Regions from separate parts of the Gossypium hirsutum genome. Here all the other regions are linked to region 1. The links are chromatin contacts, called in public Hi-C maps. All regions are on one chromosome and are shown on one strand. Each heading gives the region's core, a stretch centred on a gene start, on an enhancer-like site or on the middle of the called end of the contact. The rest is flanking DNA. Distances are from core to core; before and after follow the strand shown. Region 1 holds the start of LOC107887169 (30S ribosomal protein 3-1, chloroplastic). Region 2 has its middle 5.9 kb from the start of LOC121214705. Region 3 holds the start of LOC107887146.

The links. A called contact is a pair of places that touch in the nucleus more often than the background predicts.
Region 2: a Hi-C map of leaf shows a contact between it and region 1, with 2.9 times the contacts expected there. The contact joins the enhancer-like site here to the promoter of LOC107887169 in region 1. A contact is called at or near these places in 2 of 34 Hi-C or Micro-C datasets (both in leaf).
Region 3: a contact with region 1 is called in a Hi-C map of leaf, with 2.5 times the contacts expected there. The contact joins the promoter of LOC107887146 here to the promoter of LOC107887169 in region 1. A contact is called at or near these places in 14 of 34 Hi-C or Micro-C datasets (anther, callus, fibers and 4 more).

Annotation. Positions count from the first base shown.
Region 1 is chrD02:38,868,956-38,872,282 of Gossypium_hirsutum_v2.1, reverse strand. LOC107887169 (30S ribosomal protein 3-1, chloroplastic) reads left to right here and starts at 1,697. Exons shown (of 1, transcript XM_016811332.2): 1 at 1,697-2,622. The coding sequence starts at 1,892. The coding sequence ends at 2,383. LOC121214649 reads right to left here. Exons shown (of 5, transcript XM_041088534.1): 5 at 3,078-3,327. The coding sequence ends at 3,249.
Region 2 is chrD02:38,618,388-38,621,714 of Gossypium_hirsutum_v2.1, reverse strand. No RefSeq gene overlaps it. Among protein-coding and RNA genes, the nearest start is that of LOC121214705, 5.9 kb to the right of the region's middle. Within about 2 kb of position 1,589, at least 3 of the 9 cell types and tissues checked have an H3K27ac peak or open chromatin away from gene starts, as enhancers often do. A contact at or near this core is called in leaf, where this site is marked.
Region 3 is chrD02:39,055,805-39,059,131 of Gossypium_hirsutum_v2.1, reverse strand. LOC107887146 reads left to right here and starts at 1,510. Exons shown (of 14, transcript XM_016811298.2): 1 at 1,510-1,994; 2 at 2,827-2,917; 3 at 3,029-3,113. The coding sequence starts at 1,855.

The DNA.
Region 1 (3,327 bases), core at 448-2,947:
TAATAAGAAATTTAGCTATCATAATTTATACATTCTATCAAATTAAAAAAATGTGTAAACATCGAAGGCTTAAGTTGTTATTAAACTAATAAAAATTATGCACAATTGACGAAAGGCATTAACATTGTGATTATGATTATCTTTAATTACTCACTATCAAAATTAATAGAATTTAAATTCTTTCAAATTTTTTGAGAAGGACTAATTTAATCAATTTCAAGCACCAAAAAATCTTGTTACCTGAGTCTTTTAATTGTAAGACCACCACTCTCAACCTATTTTCAAATTGCAAATAAAAATAATTTTAATGAATTTTGAAAATATGCAAATTATTTTTTATTTTAAAAAATACAAACTGTTACTATTTATTATTATTATTATTATTATTATTATTTTGTCATGTGAGATCAACTAAAATGTAATTTTGGATCTATGTTGAGATATAGAAAAAAATTTAAGTTCAGAACTAGGTTAAGCATGAGGAATATTTAGAATTGGTATCTCGTCACATGTGTGATGCATTAATTTTTAAAAAAATATAAGTTTAATTTAGTATTTAAATGTGATGTAATGACGTGAGAATTTATGTATATATATTAGAGTAAATCATATTTTATTTAAAAAATAAAAATATCTCTGAATACTTTTTGATTAATGCAAAAGCATCGAATTTTATTCGAAATAGGAAGAAAATTTATTTACAAAGTGTATTCCATTTTTAATAAAAGTGGATTAAATCTCACCCAACACTATGAACATTTCACGACCTATATTAAATCTGGATGTTGTCTTATGCACTTAAGAACACTTCATGCATGCATCACATCATATGATAGAAATTGCATTATTATGAATATAAATTAAATTAAATTGTGTTGTACTCACAATATGGGTAAAAAAACTATCATATGATAAGAATTGTATTATTATGCATCATATCATATGTTAAAAATATTTTCTTTTAAAATCTATTTAATAATGATCATACCAAATTTGCATATTTTTTATATAAAATAAACATGTATTTTAATACTATTAAACACGTGTTTGATCCTTAGATTTGTAATTTGTAATTTTTTTATTTAAAGATAATATTAAAATATAGATGATATTAACATATTTTATGTTTGTTCAAACTCGGTCCGACCAAAAATCTGGATTTAAAATTTTGCTTAAACCTATCCATATTTACAAAAGACTAACCCCAACTCATTTTAGACCTGTCCATATTATTTTTTAATTAAAAAAACATTTATATTATAGTATTTTAATATTTAATATTTAATAATTAATAATTTTATACATTTTTTATTTATTGAATTTTTTATATAGCCATATTAACATTATTTTAATATTTACATTAGAGTATAGGTTTATTTTTTTTATTGAGTTCTAAATTTTATAATATATAAAAATAACATAATATAAATATTGTAAACTTAAAATAGATCGGGTCGGGTCGGATTAGGCTTTTAAATGTTCAAGCTCAAGCCTAACCCATATTTTAAACGGGATTGATATTTTTATCCAAACCCATTTTCTAGACCTATTATTTTTGTTTAAATCCTCCTAAATTTTAAATAGACATTCGGGCTTAGATAGATAACGGAAACATGAACAGATGTATTGTATTATAGCGCTCATTTGGTTGAGACATGCATATATGTTAATAACAAATTAAAAAGAAATTTGAAGGAGAAATTATATCAAAGTATAGGGCTAAGAGGTGAAAGGAGCAAACCGAGTATAATTAAAACATAGGATCCAATCCAAGCCCATGTCCTCCTGCTCCTACCATTGCCCCATATCCCTTATCCTATCTCCACAAAGCAACTTTTAAGACTCGTATCCTCACATCTCTCTCTCTCTCTCTCCCACTCTGCAATACAAAATGTTATCCATGGCTACTTCATCTACACTCCATACTACTTTCACTTGTCATTCCTTTCGTTATCAGAAATCCTTTAACACCCCCTTTTGCTTTAACAAAAATCCCATTTTGAAGAAAACAATCAAAACTCCAACACTAACCGCTTCGGTTGCCACGGAAGCTGTCACTGAGACTGAAACACCATCCGACTTCATCATTCCTCAGAAACCTGAGGAGGTGGTCAAGCAAGTTGGAAAGCCAAGACTGGTTTTGAAATTCATATGGATGGAAAAGAACATCGGGCTTGCCCTTGATCAAGTCATACCGGGCCACGGCACTGTTCCTCTAAGTCCATATTTCTTCTGGCCAAGGAAAGATGCCTGGGAAGAGCTCAAGGCCACTCTAGAAAGTAAGCCTTGGATTTCTCAGAAGAAGATGATTATCCTTCTCAATCAGGCCACTGATATCATCAATCTATGGCAGCAAAGTGGTGGCAACCTTTCCCAGAGCTAGATGTGCATTTTTTTTATATAATTTTTTTTGTCTTAGCTATGCAAAATGGCCTCGGTTAATCCACTGAATTTGAGAATGTTTGGTTTGAAACCTCTTAGCTCTGAACTAAGATATGAATTGTTGGTTTTAATAGGATAACAAACACTGCTGAATTGTTGGTATTTCCCTAGAGATCCACATATTTGTATATTTTTCATCCTTGTTAGATATGAATCTTTACCAAGTTAGTTTTTCTTTCATGATCATTAGATGTCATTGATGTAGATGGTATACGAATTTGATGCTAGTTTTTATAGAATTACCTTAGCTTTGTATAACTTTACCAGCCAAAGCATTATCGAGGAAAATCTATTAACTTAGTTTGGGTACCCTGTGGCGGTAGATGCATACATGCATTTGCCTAAGTGTGTTTAACTTGTACTAATTGAAGATAAATGAAATAATGTTTCTGCTAAAAGGACAATATTTCATCTCCTTGTTCAATATTGCAACTTAATTTCATCGCCTTCCCCTTTTGGGGATTTATATTTAATGCACTCACATAACCATGAGTCCATTATTTTGGTTCCACGATTTCTCTTGGGTGTAGTCATTAAGCCTATTCAAGTTGTGTTGCATTCTGGTTTTTTCCCTGCAGGATGATACGTACTTGCATGCTAAGGCAAGGTAGTATAATTATGTTTGGGAACTCGACTTGTTTTCCAACATATTTTTCTTCGAAAATAATTCCAAAAATGTTAACATCCAGTTTACATCTCAAGAAAATAAACAAAAAAGGGGAAACAAACAAACAAACTTATAGACCTGACTGATGCTATAATGCAACTCGCCAAACTTCAAAATCAAATCAGTATACTGATGCTCCTCAGTAGCCACGAACTTGTCTAGTCCTTACAGAAAACGGCGCCTTATTAATGGTAAAGGGTCGTTTACCTTTCGTCCCA
Region 2 (3,327 bases), core at 340-2,839, 250 kb after region 1:
TGGGTTTTTTTGAAATTCGCCCCTTTAATTTGTTTTCAATTTCAATTTGGTCCAACTTGTAACGACGCCGTTTTAGAGGAGAAGAGAAAATTTCCCTTCCAGTCCCTCTATGTAATTCGCACGCTCAATTTAGTCCATGTGACTTCACTTATTTACGAATTTGTCCCCCGAATTTTTATTTGCAGTTCAATTTAGTCTTTTTTATTTTTATTAAAATTAATTAATTTCAATTGTGTAATTATTAATTTTTTTCTTCGTATGTAATTATTTAAAAAAAATCTATATGTATATATTTTTTTGTATATATGTATGTGTACATATTAAAATTTTCAAAACAAATATTTTTTATGTATATATATGTCTATATTTATTAATGCTCTAATATATGTTTTTACACATACTTTATAATTTATATATTTTTTATTATTTTCATAAATATATATTTTGTTATATAATTTTATAATCCAAAGTTTTATATGTAAATTCATACGCATGCCTCTTATTCTTCATAATTCCAATGTATATATTATGCATTTTCTTTTCTTTATATGTTTTTTGTTTATTTCATTCATTTGTTTATCGATTTATGTTTTCATAGTTTTTATTTCGTTCATTTATTTGATATTTTGCATGTCATTATTTTTATTATGTACATTAATTTATTTTATTTATTTGTTTATCTTATTTCTATGTCATAGTTGTATCTATTATTGTATTTTACATTTAATGTAACATCACATCATTTCTTTACTCGAATTTAAAAATAAAAAATTTTCAAAATAGAGATAACACTTGTATTTAAGATTTTTCAAGAAAATTGAGCCCTAACGTATTGGGTTCCAATTTTCTTCGTTAAATCTAACAATCGAGAATTACTCTTTGATCAAAAATAAAATGAAAAAGCTTGTTGTTGGGAATTTAATATGTTGTGTCCTAATGTATTGGATGTGACGTATTGATTTCTCGAGACAAAGATTTTTAAAATATATATATTAATAAAGGAAATATTCAATGTTTGAAATGTTGAGAAATTGTGCCCTAACGTATTGGGCTGCGGTTTTGTCATAAATCTTAAACAATGGAATATTCTTTTAAATTTTATCACACAAATCTTTTGGACAAACTCATCTTGAAGAAATAAAATATCGTGCCCTAACGCATTGGGTGTGATGTTTTCTGTTTCAAAATGAGTGAGTCTTAATAAATAATTTAATTAAGGATCGTATTTTTAACTCTCAACGTTAAGACATTAATTAATCAATTTGGTACCACTTTTTGGGTGTTACGAGGGTGCTAATCCTTCCTCGAACGTAATTGACTCTTGAACCCGTTTTTCTAAAAACTCGTAGACCAAAGTCATTTTAGGTGATCCAATCACACCTTAATAAAAGATTGGTGGCGACTCTAAATTTTCATCGACAACTAATTTTTGTTTTTTTTAAAACATAAAAATGGTTTCGACACATATTTTAATAAAAAAATAAATTATAATTACAGAGTGATGTTTTAGAATGTGAAATGAAGAAGGTGAGGGGAGTGTGACCACACCTTTGAAAGTTGGCCATCTACTCTGACCCAAAAGTAAACGATATAGTAAAGGAGGGTTTACATTTTACAACCCAAAGCAAATAATTTTGGATTAGGGAGTGAGGGTGAAGCATGTTGGGGAATAAAATGTGGACTGCCTTCCACTTGCTTAAAGTGTGCGGAAATTACACGGGATTCAGCGTCCAAACATTCAAATGAATGCGCACTGCCTCTGCTTTACTTGTTTATGCGTTTTAATATCCCTTTTTTTTTTTTAACAATAATTGAGTCCCATCACCAAAAGTTCTTTTATTTGTCCCTTCTATTGTAAAGAAATATAGGATTCATATTCAACTATAGATTTGAAGTGGTCAAATTTTAGCTTAATCAAGTAGTTCATCATTAAACTCGTACTTATTTCATTTAAAGTAGTTTTCAAAAAATAATATAGATTTAAATGATTTTCTATAAATTAATTTTTTGTTATTAGGTAAATTTTTTAAAATTTATTTTTTTAAAAAATTGTTTAGTGAAACAAACACAAAATATATTATATTCGTTACAAGATATTATAAAAATATTTACTTTGGCCACCAATATTTACTTTAATATAATAAGATAACATTTTATAATAATTAATATCTTATATAAATTTAATAAATAAAAAATATCTAAAACTTAATTTAAAATTACATTTACTATATATATTGCAGATAGTGCAATAGTGCCACATTTATAACTAGAAGTGATAAACAAAACTAAATTTAATTTAAACAAACACTTATATTTATATTATTAAAATATTTATATTTTATACTATAAAATATTTATGATTAAATTTTTTAAATTGATATGTATGTTTTTATTAAATTATAAATATAAATAATTTCAATAGAATATTAAGAATATTATTTAAATTTAAAATTATTCTTAATGTTAAAATTCATATTAAAATAAGATTGTAATATTAAATACTTTATTAAAATAATATTTTTTTAATTTTATGAGTAATTTATTATATTTTTAAATATAAACAATTAAATATGTATAGTTTATAAAATTAAAAAAGTATAATATTTGGAATCAATATTTTAATATTCTTAAAAATTAAAGTTAAAAATTTACTTTTAATATAATAATATTAAATTTGATAGAAGTTTATTTTTATATAAAAAATTAAGTTTTAACTCTTTTCCTAAAAAGATTTACCTTTTCAAAATGGAAATTCCAAAATAATAATAAAAAATAATTGGCCAAGCTATTTCCATGAAAATTAAAAGAAAAAACAAAACAAAACAAAAAAAGCCGTGAAACAAATGCTCCCTATTGTTGTTAAGTACCTTTTTGTTTTATTTTAGATTTTTGTCGGGTGTAGATAGAGCACAAAACTATCAAAAAGCTATGAGAGAATATCAAAAAATGAGTACGAAGGAGTATAAAAAAAATATGATGAAATATAGAAAATTATGAGGAAATATATTAAAACAAATATGAAGAATACCTTAAATTATGAGTGAATACAAAAAAAAAAAACGAAAAAATTCCGAAAATTATGAGACATAATTTCCCTTTCATTTATTCTTTTACCAAATTAATAGCTACAACATTGTACTCCTACACGCTCATTGTAGAATTTCTCCAACTAACATTGTGTTGGTTGTATACTTGAATTAGGTCATAATTTTTTTAGTTATGTCAATTAATTTTAGTTCCGTTCCGATCACTTTTTTTTTTAAAAAAATATATAAATTATTTATTAAAGATTAGATGTGTCAATTAAAAGATAAAAAAAATATGATT
Region 3 (3,327 bases), core at 261-2,760, 190 kb before region 1:
ACTATCAGGTTGATGGATCATTACTCTGATGATATAACATAATAAAAGGTTTTTCTAACTCACATAATGAGGCGAGAAGAATAGCTAAAAATAGCTAAAGAATAATAAGAATAAAAAAGATAGAATTGAACAAACGTACAAGTATTTTTTGTGCATTGCATACGGTTTTACAATGGAATTCTCTTTTTCTTTCATCAAAAAAAGAAAAAGAGAAAATATAGAGAGCGTCTATTAGACCCAGATCACTAAATAATCCAATTACCACCCTTTTTTTCTTTTTTTTTTCAGAAAAGTTCAAAAATACTATGATGGCTCCGTTGCTTTATATATTTATTTCGTCTGTAATTCAACAATCCCAAATACTAATGAGTTATGTCTCTTAAATACTAAAATTTATGTTACTTGATTATTAATAAAAAGTTATGATTGTTCAAGTAATATCTAATGAATAGTTGTATTCCTTATTAATAGATGTGACTATCTATTTGGATAGTTATGTCTCTATGAAGAGATGCGAGATCTCTTATAAATAGGAGAAAAAATTCATTTGCATGGTATACTAAGAAATACCAAACCATACCAAAATTTAGAAACAAAAGTTTCTCTATTCTCCTCCATCTTTTTATATTCAAATATTGTTTTATAAAGAATTATTGCAGAAGTTCTTTATAGAACTTGATACTCTTGCTATGTTTTACTCAATGCTCAGTGGATTATTTTCATCAGTGCCAAACACAAATAGTCATTGGGCTTCATTGTATCCTCAAGGTTCATTTACTTGTAATTCTTTTGCGCACCAAAATATAGGTGGAAACGAATAGAACCTTAAATAAAGTGGCATGGTTGCACGCCTTTAAGCTTTCAGTTAATTATTTTGAAGTTTATTTTATTCTCATACACCGACAAAATAGACTTTTTATCAAGAGGGGGAGAAAAAAAGTTGACATGAAGTGATATACGAAAAAATGATTCCAATAAAAGAGCATCTAAATCCCATCATGAAATAGGATTCTCCAATTTGAATTGCATATTTAGAGTTAAAGGAATCTACTACTCGTGTATGAAGAATGCCTCTAGGTCCATCCTCTTATTTTATTTTAAAAAGTTTGAAGCGTTGTTTTCATAATTTTTGGAATTTTAATTTTAATTTATGAATTTCTTTTATAAAATTTAATTTATACAATAATGTGACATATAAAATAAAGATAGTGTCAGGTCTGCAATAAAAGTTTGAGGATTAATTTAATTTAAACAAAAGAATATGGGTCAAATTGAATAAAAGTGTAAGCATTAATAACTAATTTTACTATTTGCATTATATATAATAAATCAAAATAAGACCATTTTACTCATTTACTATAAAATTTAAAATAAAAAATCCCGATATTTAAGTTAGTGAATAGTAAAAATCATATAAAAATTGAGTGATATGAATGGGAGCATATATGAAATACAGATTCCAATATGAATATTCTACTCTGTCCCGTCCCCCTAAATTCTATTTATTTAACATCAATATATCCGCTTTGAAAGTGGAAAAGCAAAAAAGAAGAAAAAGTAAACCGTCCAAGCCAAGCTGAAAAAACTTCCCTACGTAATGTGGGCACCCACCTTGGTCTCTTCTCCTTCTTCTTCTTCTTCTTCTTCACCAAATTACCCTATTCTTTTCTTCCATTCCTATTCCTAAGCCCTTCTCCTTCGCACTTGTTCATTTCTCAAGCGTAATTTCGTCCCCAGCCATACCTCGGCCTTGCTTCCTTTGCTTTGGCGTCAAACCCAAGTTTCCATCTTTTTCTTTTCTGGGTGTCTTAAGAATTCCGTTAATTATTTTTATTTTTATTTTTGGCTCTGGGTATGTTGGTAGAGAGAAGGAGAGTGATGACCTGGAGGAGAGTGGGGAAGTCGCTGCAGGCGCTGGTAGCCCATGCCTTGCTCTTCTCTTTCACCCTCTTGCTCGCTCTCAAGCTTCATCATGCCCTGTCTTACTCTTGGTGGTTCGTCTCTGTCTTTCATTTTGCTTTTGGGCTTCATTTACAACCGATTCGCTTTTCTTTGCGACTGCTGACTTTTATGCGAAAAGCAATCGACTTTGCCATTCATTTTGTTGCCTGCATCCCCATTTTTCACTATGTCACTTGCTTCCTTTTTACTTTTTTCTTAGTTCACCAAATTTTGAATCTTTCTTGTATTGTTTCTTTTGCAGTAATTTTTGTTTTTCCTTGTTATTTGAATTTTGTTGGTGTATTTTCTTGAAAGTCACATTTTACTTGATCAGTTAGTCAATTTGCTCTCAGTTAATTAATCATTGGCAAATGCCTACAAGGGGAAATTTGATTGCTTGTGCACTTAATCTGTAGAGTTCTAAATTTGAGTGTGCGTTGACATGTTCCCTACCGTGAAACATTGACGGGTTTGGCTTCTCTATTGGGATGGCCATGAAATTCAAACATATGCCAACTGTTATAAAATCTCATGATTAGGGGTTTAAAACGCGTTTTCTCTCTTCATTCTCATTAGTGATATATCCGGTACTTGATATTTTGACTTGGATACTTGTGATCATAATTCATATATGAAGTGTTAATGATTTGAATACATTTAGCTGTCAGTCATGCTGAGATGTCCGTATGAAGCTGCAAGTTACACAATTATACTTTAGAGGTGAATAGTGCGGAAGAGAATATGTAAAGCATTTGTTGTAGGCCAATGTAGATTCACTAGTATCCTCTGTTGTTAAGCGAGAAGATGAGAACATGTTAATCATCTTATTTTGGTAAGCATTTATTGCAAGTCAATGTAGATTCACTAGTTATCTTCATTGTGCAGGGTTGTATTTTCCCCTTTATGGCTTTTTCATGCAACTGTAGCACGTGGCAGGTTTTCTTTGCCTGCTCCATCAATGCCTCATGATCGCGATGTATGACAGATAATCTCTAAGTTTGGATGTCCTAATTAGCTGTGAGAAAATTGTTTGTGGCACTGTATTTCATAATAATCCAGATCAATAACCTGCTTTTCTCATGCACAGTGGGCTCCCTTTCATGCTCTCATATCAACGCCATTGCTTGTTGCTTTTGAGCTACTTTTGTGTATACGTCTTGACAGCAGCTATGGTAAAAAAGGCAACCTCTTCTGAACATAATAACCTGTAGATGTTCTTCTTATTTATAAGTCCTATATTCTAATTTATTTATTTTTGCTTTAGTACTCTCCATCTTACTTCTCTCTGATTTGCTGAAGGGACTTTTGCATTAATGATTCATGAATAACTTTATATGTTAAAGTTAGCATGTTAATAATTGAGTATCTAATATTCCCATTTAGTTA